Linked DNA regions of Siniperca chuatsi: region 2 is linked to region 1. The links are chromatin contacts, called in public Hi-C maps. All regions are on one chromosome and are shown on one strand. The core of a region is the stretch at or near the end of the contact, and the rest is flanking DNA. Distances in the headings are between cores, read along the strand shown. Region 1 holds the start of ids (iduronate 2-sulfatase). Region 2 holds the start of LOC122880143 (homeodomain-interacting protein kinase 1-like).

Evidence for each region. Hi-C and Micro-C count contacts between places; a contact is called where the count stands out from the background.
Region 2: a contact with region 1 is called in a Hi-C map of liver, with 20 times the contacts expected there. The contact joins the promoter of LOC122880143 here to the promoter of ids in region 1. A contact is called at or near these places in 3 of 3 Hi-C or Micro-C datasets (liver, skeletal muscle and an unstated tissue).

What each region holds. Positions count from the first base shown.
Region 1 is chrLG8:23,538,906-23,544,478 of ASM2008510v1, reverse strand. It overlaps ids (iduronate 2-sulfatase), which reads right to left and starts at 4,105. Exons shown (of 13, transcript XM_044204343.1): 1 at 3,878-4,105; 2 at 3,120-3,256; 3 at 2,818-2,995; 4 at 2,443-2,531. The coding sequence starts at 3,953. dcps (m7GpppX diphosphatase) reads left to right here and starts at 4,923. Exons shown (of 6, transcript XM_044204346.1): 1 at 4,923-5,280. The coding sequence starts at 5,068.
Region 2 is chrLG8:23,841,360-23,847,182 of ASM2008510v1, reverse strand. LOC122880143 (homeodomain-interacting protein kinase 1-like) reads left to right here and starts at 2,620. Exons shown (of 1, transcript XM_044204964.1): 1 at 2,620-5,823. The coding sequence starts at 5,013. It overlaps myot (palladin), which reads left to right. Exons shown (of 19, transcript XM_044204963.1): 15 at 745-883; 16 at 1,071-1,278; 17 at 1,418-1,583; 18 at 2,480-2,613.

The DNA.
Region 1 (5,573 bases), core at 2,856-5,355:
TACACAACTCAACAAAATATACAAATATAGGTCTAGTTGTTTAGCCATCTTAATGTGGAAAAGTTACATATTATACATTTCCTGGGGGAAATTAGACAGTTGAGGGACAGTTAGACAAAATGAGGGAATCAGACTAATTGACTAGATTTACATCAGGCCTCAGAAGTCTTTCCTTTAATTATTATTTTTTTAATCATTATTTAAAATCATACACAGAAAATGTAGTTCTATCATGCTTAGTTATTCTAATGCAATTTTGTGCTAATGTTTAAAGAGAGCCGACACCTTATGGTCGGTTGGTCGATGCTTTTGTCCGACCAAATTCTCATTGTCGGAGAAAGGTGCTTCTTAATCCATTTGCAGGGCGGGAGGGACATATGCAGACCTGATGTATTTTAGTTTTGAGCAGCTACATCGGACCCCAGCCTCGGAGGACAGAAGAATTGAGTGCATAAAGTTTAGTTTAGATGGCAACATGTGCGTGCATTTTACTTCGAACTGCTTTCTTAAACCAGTCAGCTCTCTCTCATTGGTTATTGTGGAGTCTCTGCTCAATATTCTGTCGCTGTTCCAATTATTGGCCCAATTATCCACTAGTGTGGGGCCAGCATTAAGGACAGAGCCAAGCACCGATAGTGCAAGTTATGAAGACAAATCCTACAGCATACTTTGATGATCCTCCAGACACAGCTCACAGGACTGACTTCAAGAGAGAATCACCCACTGCGAGTTTCAGTGAGAAAGATTCCCGAAGAGTTCCAGTGAGGGACATACAGACGCCGACATCTCCAGCGATGATTCAGATGCTGATTGAAATGATGGCGAAGCTTTCTCCACTCCTGAGGTCTTTGACAGGTCTGCGGTCACCTAACATCCAGAAGACTCTGAGTCAGACACTGTTCTAGCTCCGCTGATGTCTCCGTTATTGGAATTAATAACGGAGACATCAGCGGTTACTTCTATGATGACGGCCCTTCAGCGGCCACTGACTTACATGATGTAGTCAGAAACACTGCTACTCCCATGAAGAGTCAGGCGCTGCTGCTGCTGCTACTTCCGGTTATGACAATTCAGACACTGCTTGTTTGCCTATTGCCAGTGTTACCTATGATGACAGAGCTTCAGCTGCCGTTGGCTCCACTGGTGGAGCTTCAGCTGGCGCTGGCTCAGCCAACAAAGCTGCAGCCGACAAAGCTGCAGCCACCACTTATCCAAACGATGGTGCTGCAGCTGCCATTACACCTGTTGATCTGGACGATGTCAACATTGACCCTGATGGAGCCCGGCATGAGAATCTGTTTCAGAGGATCTGCAAATTCTCCTGCTGAGTGAAAGGGGCAGTGATTTCTTTCTTCAGAAAGCAGACTGATCTACCTTGATTACAAAAATTAGAATCAGACATACACACAGTACACACACACAGTATTCTCTGCCATATGTCCAGGTAGGACATGTGGTAGAGAATGACTTAAGTTAGAGAGGCACAGTGGTGCAGTGGTTAGCACTGTCACCTCACAGCAAGAAGGTTCTGGGCCTCTTTCTGATATGAGTTTGCATGTTCTCCCGGTGCCTGCGTGGGTTTTCTCCAGGTGCTCTGGTTTCCTCCCACAGTCTAAAGATATGCAGGTGATATGACTCTAAATTGTCTTTAGGTGTGAGCGTGAATGGTTATGTCACTATGTGTCAACCCTGTGACATACTGACCTGGCCTTGATGTGACCTTACTGTTTTCTTTGTTAAAAAATATGTAAACTGTTCTAAAAATAAAAGCATGCTTCATTATTTTTATTGAGAATTTAAGAATTCTTGCAAAGTCTTTTATGAAGCAAGACATTTAAAACTGTTTAAGCTGTAATCTGACTGGACTTCTTTGCTTCTAAAAAAGGTCTGCAGTGAACAGGAGTAATATTGAGATCATTTGTAACTTGAGTACAGCAGCAAGGTGTAACAGGCACAACACCCAAAGTAGTGCTGCGGAAAGGTTCGGCATCATTACGTTCTCCATAGGAAAATAACAGCTTAAGCCTGATGATAGTGCTGGAGTTTTATTATGACCATTAAAAGGATCAGAGCCCTTAAGAAGCTCAGGAGAAAGGCCATTTTGCATCTTACAAACAACTAAATCTTGAGTTTGTGTCTATAAAGCCCATGACAAAAAAAAACAAAAAAAAAAAACACTATAAAGCGACTTTTTGCCCAAATTGTCTAAAAGGTTTTCTGAAATTGGAAGTGAACAGGAATGAGAAAAACAGCCAATGACACACTGCAGAACTACGAGGCAGAATTGTACCACAAGATTCAATGGTCACCGCTTTGTACCGCAGAGGGGTGAGGAGGGGTGTGCCATCACTCCAAGCTACACTAGCCTTTTAATTTGTATAAACTGACACAAAACTGACTTAATACTGTAAGTGTGTAAGGCATACTCTTTCCTATTCATACCTTTTCTTTCTCATATCTAAACGAAGCTGGGTGGTAGGCAGGGATGGACCAGCTGTAGGGGTAGTCGTCAGTGTGGTTAGAGGCAATACCTAAGGAAAGAAAATACAACACAGCCATTGTTACTACTATACAATTGGATAGAATGGCAAGACAAGTAAACAACAAATTCATGGAGATTGGGTTCTTCTCAAAAAAAAAAAAAAAAAAAGCAGCTCAGGCTCATCATTAACTAGTGAGAAATCTGTAGTTCTTACTGCAGTTTCAGAGGTAACCATTCACCATTAAGGTTGCTGCTGTGCCAGCATACCCTGCTTGTGAAAATTGTGTTTTAGCCCTCAATTTTGATTTTTATTAAATATATATTATTAATCTTACCTGGATGAAATACCTTGCCCACAGACATGGTAAAGTACCCTCTAGATTTAAAGTACTGAGGCAGAGTAGAGTAGTTTCCAGAATGGACTCTCCAGTAGGACTTGAAGTCATAGAGCCTGGTGGTGTCTGGTCTGCGACTAGTTAACATGGACGTGCGACTGGGAGCACACACAGCTTGCTGTGAGAGGAAAATACACTTTCAAACATTTCGATGAGGTTATACGATCCAATTTGTCTCCCGTCCCAATTGACTGAACTGCTTTGACAGTTTCAGACAATAAACATATACAACTCCAACTGACCTGGGCATATGCATTGACAAAAACTTGGCTTTTGGATGCCAGTTGGTCAATGTTTGGCGATTTTACCACAGAGTCTCTGTAGCAGCCCAATGATGTCCGCAAATCATCTGCCATGATGAAAAGGACATTTCTCCTCGCTGAAAGCAAATAAGACAGTTACAGTTAATTCTCGTTTTCACTGCTTTACGGCTTTTAAATTAACCTACAAGTAATGAGTTTAGGTATAGTTTCCAGATTGCTGCTAAGGAAAGCTTAATAGCAGGTGGGGGTAAAATCAGCCTAGTAAACAAAAACAAGGTGTTGTTAAAAACGTAACTACAGCAACAAGTACAGTGTGTACTAAGTGAAAGTTAGAGAGACACTGGAGAACATAAATACCACAGATAAAAGTTGAACTGAAACTAGCAGGGTTCACGTCAACTAATACCATATAATTTCATTACAATTAGCCTGCAAGCAAAACCTACAAAGGACCATTCAATGAGTAAATTAAATTAACGTCAGTTTACTCTAGCTACAGCCACTAATTCAACATAATAAGCGCTCATTAACCGCTAATGTCAGCTAGTTTCTGAGATTTACTGTTCAAACGGACAGCTTAACACAAACCCGTCAAACAAATCTACAAGCCAAAAAGATAATAGCACAACCAGTCTCTTTATTATAATGCCAGTGTAGACTTCACATATGACATTTTCACAAGTTTTGCTAGCTATCTATTCAATATTTGCTAAGTACGTTACAAACTTTAACGTTACCTTTTCTTGCGACAACAGCAAGAGCCTGTGCGTGAAGAACAAGGAGGAGAAGCCATATTCGGACACATATGTACATTTTGGTTTGGTGGGGAACACTAATGACACGATATCCTTCCGAGAAAGTTTACTTAAAAGTTAAGCTCGCATCTCCTCTACAGTGTCAGCCGTCTTCCCGCAGTCCGGCATCACAACAGATAATCGTGTAGTTCTGCTCTTTAAAGAACTTCCTGATTATCGCGTTGGCCGAGTGAAATTGTTTCATTGGTCCACTCCGCGGTGGCCCCGCCCCCGAGTGCTACTAATAGTCTAGTCTAGTATAGTACTAATACTACTATATACTAATAGTATTCTCAAAGCATTGTATGGACACTGAAATTAACTTACAATATAATCATAATATAGTAGAGAAAAAAAGATAGAAAAGAAACGGTATCTACAGTATACGTATCTATGTACTATATCTCTGCCATTGTTGTTAATTTAGCTTGTAGCTTCCACGTAGTTTAATTTATAGAATACGTCAAAACAATGACATAAAATGCCATAGACAAAAGCACCTCACGCTATTATTGCAGAGATTTGAAATTATTTCTGCACCGGCTACTAAGGAGTAAATAGGCCACCTATGAATGAGTTATAATCTATGGTTATAGTACAGACTATTTGGCTTTTCTTTGGAAAGACTTTAACGGAGGCTGTATGGTTTATTTTTATATAACTTGACATTGCTGTAGCTGAGCGATGGTAGATGAAGCGAGGTCTCACTCTGCACCAAGTTGACTTTCGCAATTGTAATAATATAAATTCCAGTTGATTTAAATTCTCCCAAATTACACAAAGTTTATTAAAGGGACAAAAAGTTTAAGAACTAAACACAGACTAAACAATACTGAGCTCTCAGAACCACAGCTGAAAGATTTATTCTATTGGTAGATTCTCAGAGACGCCTATGTCTCTGTATTGAAGAATATTGTGATTATCATTGAAATTCATTTTTTAAAATTATTTTACAATGGGGGAAATAGCCTACTTCCCGAGTCTTTAGACACTTTACTACACGGCAAGAGGAGAGTGCATGCCATGCACGAGGCTCCAGGTCCACGTTTGCTGAGAGGATTTGCGGCGGTTGTTGGGTAAGATATCGCCTTAAACATAGACGATCTTTGGCCACAAAAGCAGCAACACCAAACATGGCAGACACCGACACCGCGGCCAAACGTGAAACTGATAGTATTGGAACTGATGAATTATCTCAGAAAGCCAAGAGGGCGAAAGCTGACAATGAGAATGGTCGAGGAGAAGATGCAAAGGAATCTGAATCTGAAAATATTCTGTCTGGGTTTAAAACATCCAGCGTCTTGAGTGATTCTGCCCGGGAGAAAATCATCTTCATCCGTGGAAAGGTAAGGTTGTTATGAAGTTAGCTAGGTAAACTTAACTGAGCTGTTTAGCTAACTCTACCACTGGTTGGGAAGTTGAGAGCAATTATTTGTAACGTTAGAGGGAAATGTTTTTATTGTTACATTCATTCAAAGTGGTGTGAGTAGTTTTGTGAGGGAAAGATGTAACTAACATTGACTTCCGGTTCGATATTTCAAAATAATAGTCTGCGTAATCGTGCTTTATTGTAAAGCTATATATTGTATTGAAATTAGTATGACAACAATATGCTTATGAAAGGACTGTTGTGCGTTTA
Region 2 (5,823 bases), core at 1,371-3,870, 300 kb before region 1:
GGTGAGCCTGAAGTTGCTCTGTGCAGTCACGCATAATACTTTGCAAGTTACATCACAGAAGCATCCATGTAAACAGATTTTAGTTTTAAAATCTTATATATATATATATATATATATATATATATATATATATATATATATATATATATATATATATATATATATATATATATATATATATTAGTGATATGATGTAAAAAAACAAAAACAATTTCCATTGGGCTGAGACAGGTTCACTCGTATCAAAATGTACCTTTTTAAATACTTAATTCCAAAATATGTATTACTTGTTTCTCAAGAGTTCTTGAAACTGTGTCATATCAAAGTGACATTTATTCACTCCCAGAAGAAACAAGATTTAAAGCAAAGCTAAATGACAGATTTTTTTCACTGTAGAAGGAACCACCAGTAAAAATAAAACCCAAGCAAGGAATTATTAATATAAAATATTTTACAATAATACACCATTGTAATGGGATTCGAGGTAGATATGGAAGGATTTTATACATAAGGATTGAAAATTTCCTGGAAAGTATTTATTCATCCCTAATTATAGCCTGTATTTACTTAAACTCTACATTGTGTTGTGCCATAAGTATTATTATATTAAACAGGAATTAATGTGGTTGCGTGTGTGTGTGTGTGTGTGTGTGTGTGTGTGTGTGTGTGCAATCACTAGTGAACTGTAAAATTCAGTCATTGAAAGTGAGGTTATGAATAAATAATCTCTCTCTCTCCCTGCAGGGGGAGGCACCACTCAGGGACAGATGAGAGGGGAAATGAGGGCTCAGCTATCCAGGAGAAATGTTACGCTCCTCGCTTCCTGCAGATCCCTCCAGACCTCACTGTAGAGGAGGGACGCTTTTGTAGGATTGACTTCAAGGTGAATCACTCACTCACAAATGCATGCATTAACACCAAGGGCTTCACGTTTTCAAGTTTATTAATACAATGTCAGGGTCTCCCTCATATATTACTTATACAAAATAAATAAATACAAAAATGGTGTCTTCATGCAAAGGTAAATAAAGGGGGAGTAAAATTGCAACTTCTCTCTTTTCTCAATCCAGGTCGGAGGCCTCCCTACACCAGACGTCTGCTGGTACCTGGACGGTAAAGCCATTCGTCCAGACGACTACCATAAGATGCTGGTGTGTGAAAAAGGGATGCACTCATTCATCATAGAGATTGTCACAGTGCACCATGCCGGCGTGTATGAGTGTGTGGCCAGGAACCGAGCAGGGGAGAGCAGATTTACCATGAAGCTCGATGTATTAGGTAAAAATGTCTTATAGAAATTCATCATAGTGCAGCTTAACAATGATCATGATTGATTTAGTAAATCTATACCAGCCTTCTTCAGGGTGGGACCAATTTTAATCACCTGTGCTGTGCAACCTCTTCTTCCTCTGTGCAGCCCAGGAGGTTCTCCGTCCTCCCACCTTTGTCCAGAAGATGTTGAACTCCAGAGCTCTAGAGGGCGATACTGTTAGGTTAGAGTGTAAAGTGGACGCCTCCCCTCCTCCACAGCTCTTCTGGAAGAAAGATAAAGACATGCTGCGCATTGACCCAAACAGAATGAGGTGGGTCAACTAAAGTACTTTATTACACCCAAACTCCTCCTTACTGCCCTCCACTACTGCACATCAAACTGAATAGATGATGCTAACCTATCAAGTATTTTACAAAGCACATTTTGTTTTCTGCTTCAGTCCTGTTGTTGAATCTTATTCATGTTTACTCAAGAGAAGTATGATGAGTATACTACCTCTAGAAATGGGATCAAAGGAATGTATTTAAGATTGCCACTCTGGTAGAAGAACCAACTAGCTAAAGCAGTGGTTCCCAAATTGGGGTTCCTTAAAACACCTACAATAAATATTTTGATATTGTCAATGGATCACATCACTACTTGTATGTGTCACTTGTAGAGCCCAGGTAGCCGAATGGTTACAGCGCATGCCACATAACCACACATCCACTGTTCAATTCCTGTTCAAGGCTGTGGGCCTTGTTGCATGTTATACCATATGGACCCTTGTTGCATGTTATACCCATCTCTCTCTCTCCCTTTGTTTCCTGTTTGCCTCTTCACTTTCAGAAAAAATGCCAGAAAAAAAGGGGTCGCTTAGAGTAATGAACCCATAGAGTCAGCTGTACAGAGCTTTACAGCCAGTTTGGGTCATTGTATTGGTTTTACGGCCTGCTTCTTTACTGTTTGATTCACTCTTGCCACTATCATCAGCAACTTTTTCGGCCACATCAGGCAGCTGTTTTCAGTGGGGAAAATAGCTCTAAATACCCACTGTGCACTACCTGCCCAGCACCAAATGACAGACCGACACAGTTAGCGACTGGAACATAGTGGAGCATTTAACAGCTAAAGAGCCAGATATTTCCCTGGTGAGTGAATATTGGACTTCATATACTACTTAGTGATGAAATAAACATTTGAATCTCTCTCTTTGTTCCTCCACAGCCTGTATCAGGATGGTTCAGGCCGGCAGTGCTTGTTGATAGAGAGGTTAATGAAGTCTGATGCTGGATGGTACACTCTCTCTGCCATCAATGAAGCTGGCATGTCGACATGCAACGCCAGGCTGGATGTAGGCAGTAAGTCCACTGTGTGTGTCCATTTTTCTATGCAAATTTGCTTTATAGGGCCCATCTCAGCTATCTGTTGCATGAGATAGCCCGGTAGTTACCATAGTAGCCCAGCCTGTAAAATCAAACAGCAGATGGAGAATGATGTGCACTCAACGCTACAGTGAATCCAGCTCTACAGCCTGGAACCCGGCTAACAAATGCTGTGTTATGTGATCGAGCAGAAACTTGATGAACGTATGAGGCGTGGAGCTGTTCACCTTTCCTAAAGAATACTGCATAATCACAGAGTCAGAGAGATAAGTGTGGAGTCCATCCACTGATGAGAGAGAGCTCAATATTAGGTTTCTGCTCGATCACATAACACACCATCTGCTTTGTGGAGAGGGAGCTGAATGAGGGAACTCACAAAGACAACTAGACCCTCTGTTACTCATGAGCTGGACTTGTGTACCTGAAAGGGAGTTTAGACTGCTTCATCTCAACCAGGACTCAGACATTGTAGTTGAACAAGACCTCATAACAATACAAAAAAGAGGTTTTACAGGGTGGTTTAAAGTGTATGCATGTTTAACTGGTGAGCAAAATTATCCTCCAGTGCGGCTGCCATCGTACTACTGGGACTGTCTAATGAGAGTAACAAATATCAGTGGTTCTGCTCCCATTTCAGCCCACTCAGTAGTTTTCTTCCTGTAATACCAAGCCTGATTGGTCCTCTACTTTTCTGCTAGGAAAGAATGTTGTTGTTCCCATGACTACCACATAGTCTGGGCTACGCAGGAATATAATGACAATAGCAGTCTCTCTTTTCGTTCTCTCTCACACACTCATTACCTTACACACACTTGCTCACTGTTTTTCTGCATTTCTCCTTGTCTCCTGGTCCAGCATCAGTTGAGTGCATTTATGTCAGATTTTAATTGACTTGAAAAGATGGATGTCTTCTAATGTCGAAAACTATATATATATTCTCTGGTTATTTCCCTTGAATATTTAACTTCCACTATACAGATTTTTTTTTTTCTCTGTGCTTCCCTGAAAATTGAGGTGTGCAGGAACGAGCATAAAACTGGGACATCACAAAGTATGGGAAGCCTGTATATAAATTATACAAGCTTTACATGGACACACTCGAAAAACTCCAGAGCACATACACTGCACACTTGACAGTAATGAATTCAGACAGGGGGCCCAGGGGAAAGAGACTATATGCGGCCTTCTATTAATTACCTCCTTGACACACACACTCTGTGCAGAAAGATGCAAACATGCACATATACACTCCACCAGTGTCACACCAGCAGATAAGCATACACACACATACACATGCATACACACACATAAATATATGATATAATGAATTCCTGTTGTAAACTTGTTCTCTAACTTTCCCATTACTGATATCTTTGTTTCCTTTTCTTTAGCTTTAAATTACGCTATTCAGTATTCTAACTTTATTCCAAGCACTCTGTCTCTCTCTCTCACACACATCATATATGCTCATACTGATATGCACATTAAGCACCACACACACACACACAAACACACATTTGTGCTGCACATTTGCGGTGGCAGCACTAATAAATAAACAGATTACATTCGCAGTGGACAAATAAGCCTGAAAATAAATTAACGTTGGGAAAGCTGCCTTATGCAAAGAACAAACACATGCAGAGTGAAGAAGAAATACACACAGGCTCAGCATCTGAAAACAAACACTGACCTACAAAAATTTACCAACAAAGAGCAACATACACATGTACATACATTCAAACACACTGCTGTATACACACATGAATGGAGATACTGAAATATAATATAAATATTTATAAATATAGATCTTTAAGGCACTTAGTCACAAATACATGAGCCAGACTTTATCCCAGTCACAAATTCCATCTATATTAGTTGTGCTAGGTTGTCAATGAGCTTAATCTTAACAGCTTTTTTTGTATGTTTGCTGGATTTTCATGCTTTTTTTTTGAGCATACATTATAATACTAACAAGCACAAACGGTGTAATTCATGTTGATCACCAAGACAAACTCAATGTATCACTGGCTCAACTGTATTTGTACTTTCACATTTGAATTATGTGTGAAGAAATGCATATACTCTTGTAAGACAATGAACTTTGTTTTTGAGAATGTCACAGTTTTTTGAGAGTCATGATTTTCAAGCCATTAGAATTTGAAAAAAACACATTTAGAATTTTTAGAATTCTGTTTTGGCTTTGACGTTAGAATGTAAATGTGTCAGAATGATGTCACAAAGACAACTCTATAGATAAAGGCTTGTAGACAAAATCTGGTCAGTTACCTTCTGGTTACCTTCAGAGTAAGAACACAGTTCAATCTTCTGTATACCTACTCAACTTAGATAGTATTTGGAAACATTTGACTGCAAAAATGTCTTCCCCAATTACAACCACAGATAAGGAAAATGAAAAGAACAAGGAGATAGCACCTGTACCATTTCAGGTACAAAAGCATGACATACTCTCCAACAAGTCTGTACGCTACCTTGTATTGGATTTTAATGGAGAAGGACATTTTGGCAAAGTCGCCAAGTGTGTGAACTTAAAAACATCCGAGACTACGGCCATCAAGATCCACAAAAAAAGTGAATATCACAGCCTTCAAAGAGAAGTGGGAATGCTGGAAGAACTCAGGGCCCTTGACCCAGAGAAGAAGAACTTGGTGAGATTCATAGACAGTTTCATGTTCCAAGACCTGCCTTGCCTCGCCTTTGAGATGCTGGACAGGAGCCTTTGGGACCTGATGAAGGAGAGAGAGATGCAACTGACTCTCAATGAAATCCGCCCCATCACACATCAGCTACTTGTAGCATTAGAAGCCCTGAAAGGTATCGGGATCGTTCACACAGACCTGAAACCTGACAACATCATGCTTGTCAACCACCAGGATCAGCCCTTCAGGGTGAAATTAATCGACTTTGGTTTGGCCCTTCCAGCATCCAAAATATATATTGGAATGAACGTGCAAACTCGTGCATACAGGGCTCCCGAGGTGACCTTGGGCCTCCCCATATCTGAAGCCATCGACATGTGGGGACTGGGATGTGTCATGGCATACCTCTATTTTGGCAGCAACCTCTTCCCTGGAAAATGTTCACACCACACCATGAAAGCTATTTGCCATCTGCTCGGTCAGCCGGGAGACCACCTGCTGAGTGCTGGGAAGAACACCTGGCAGTATT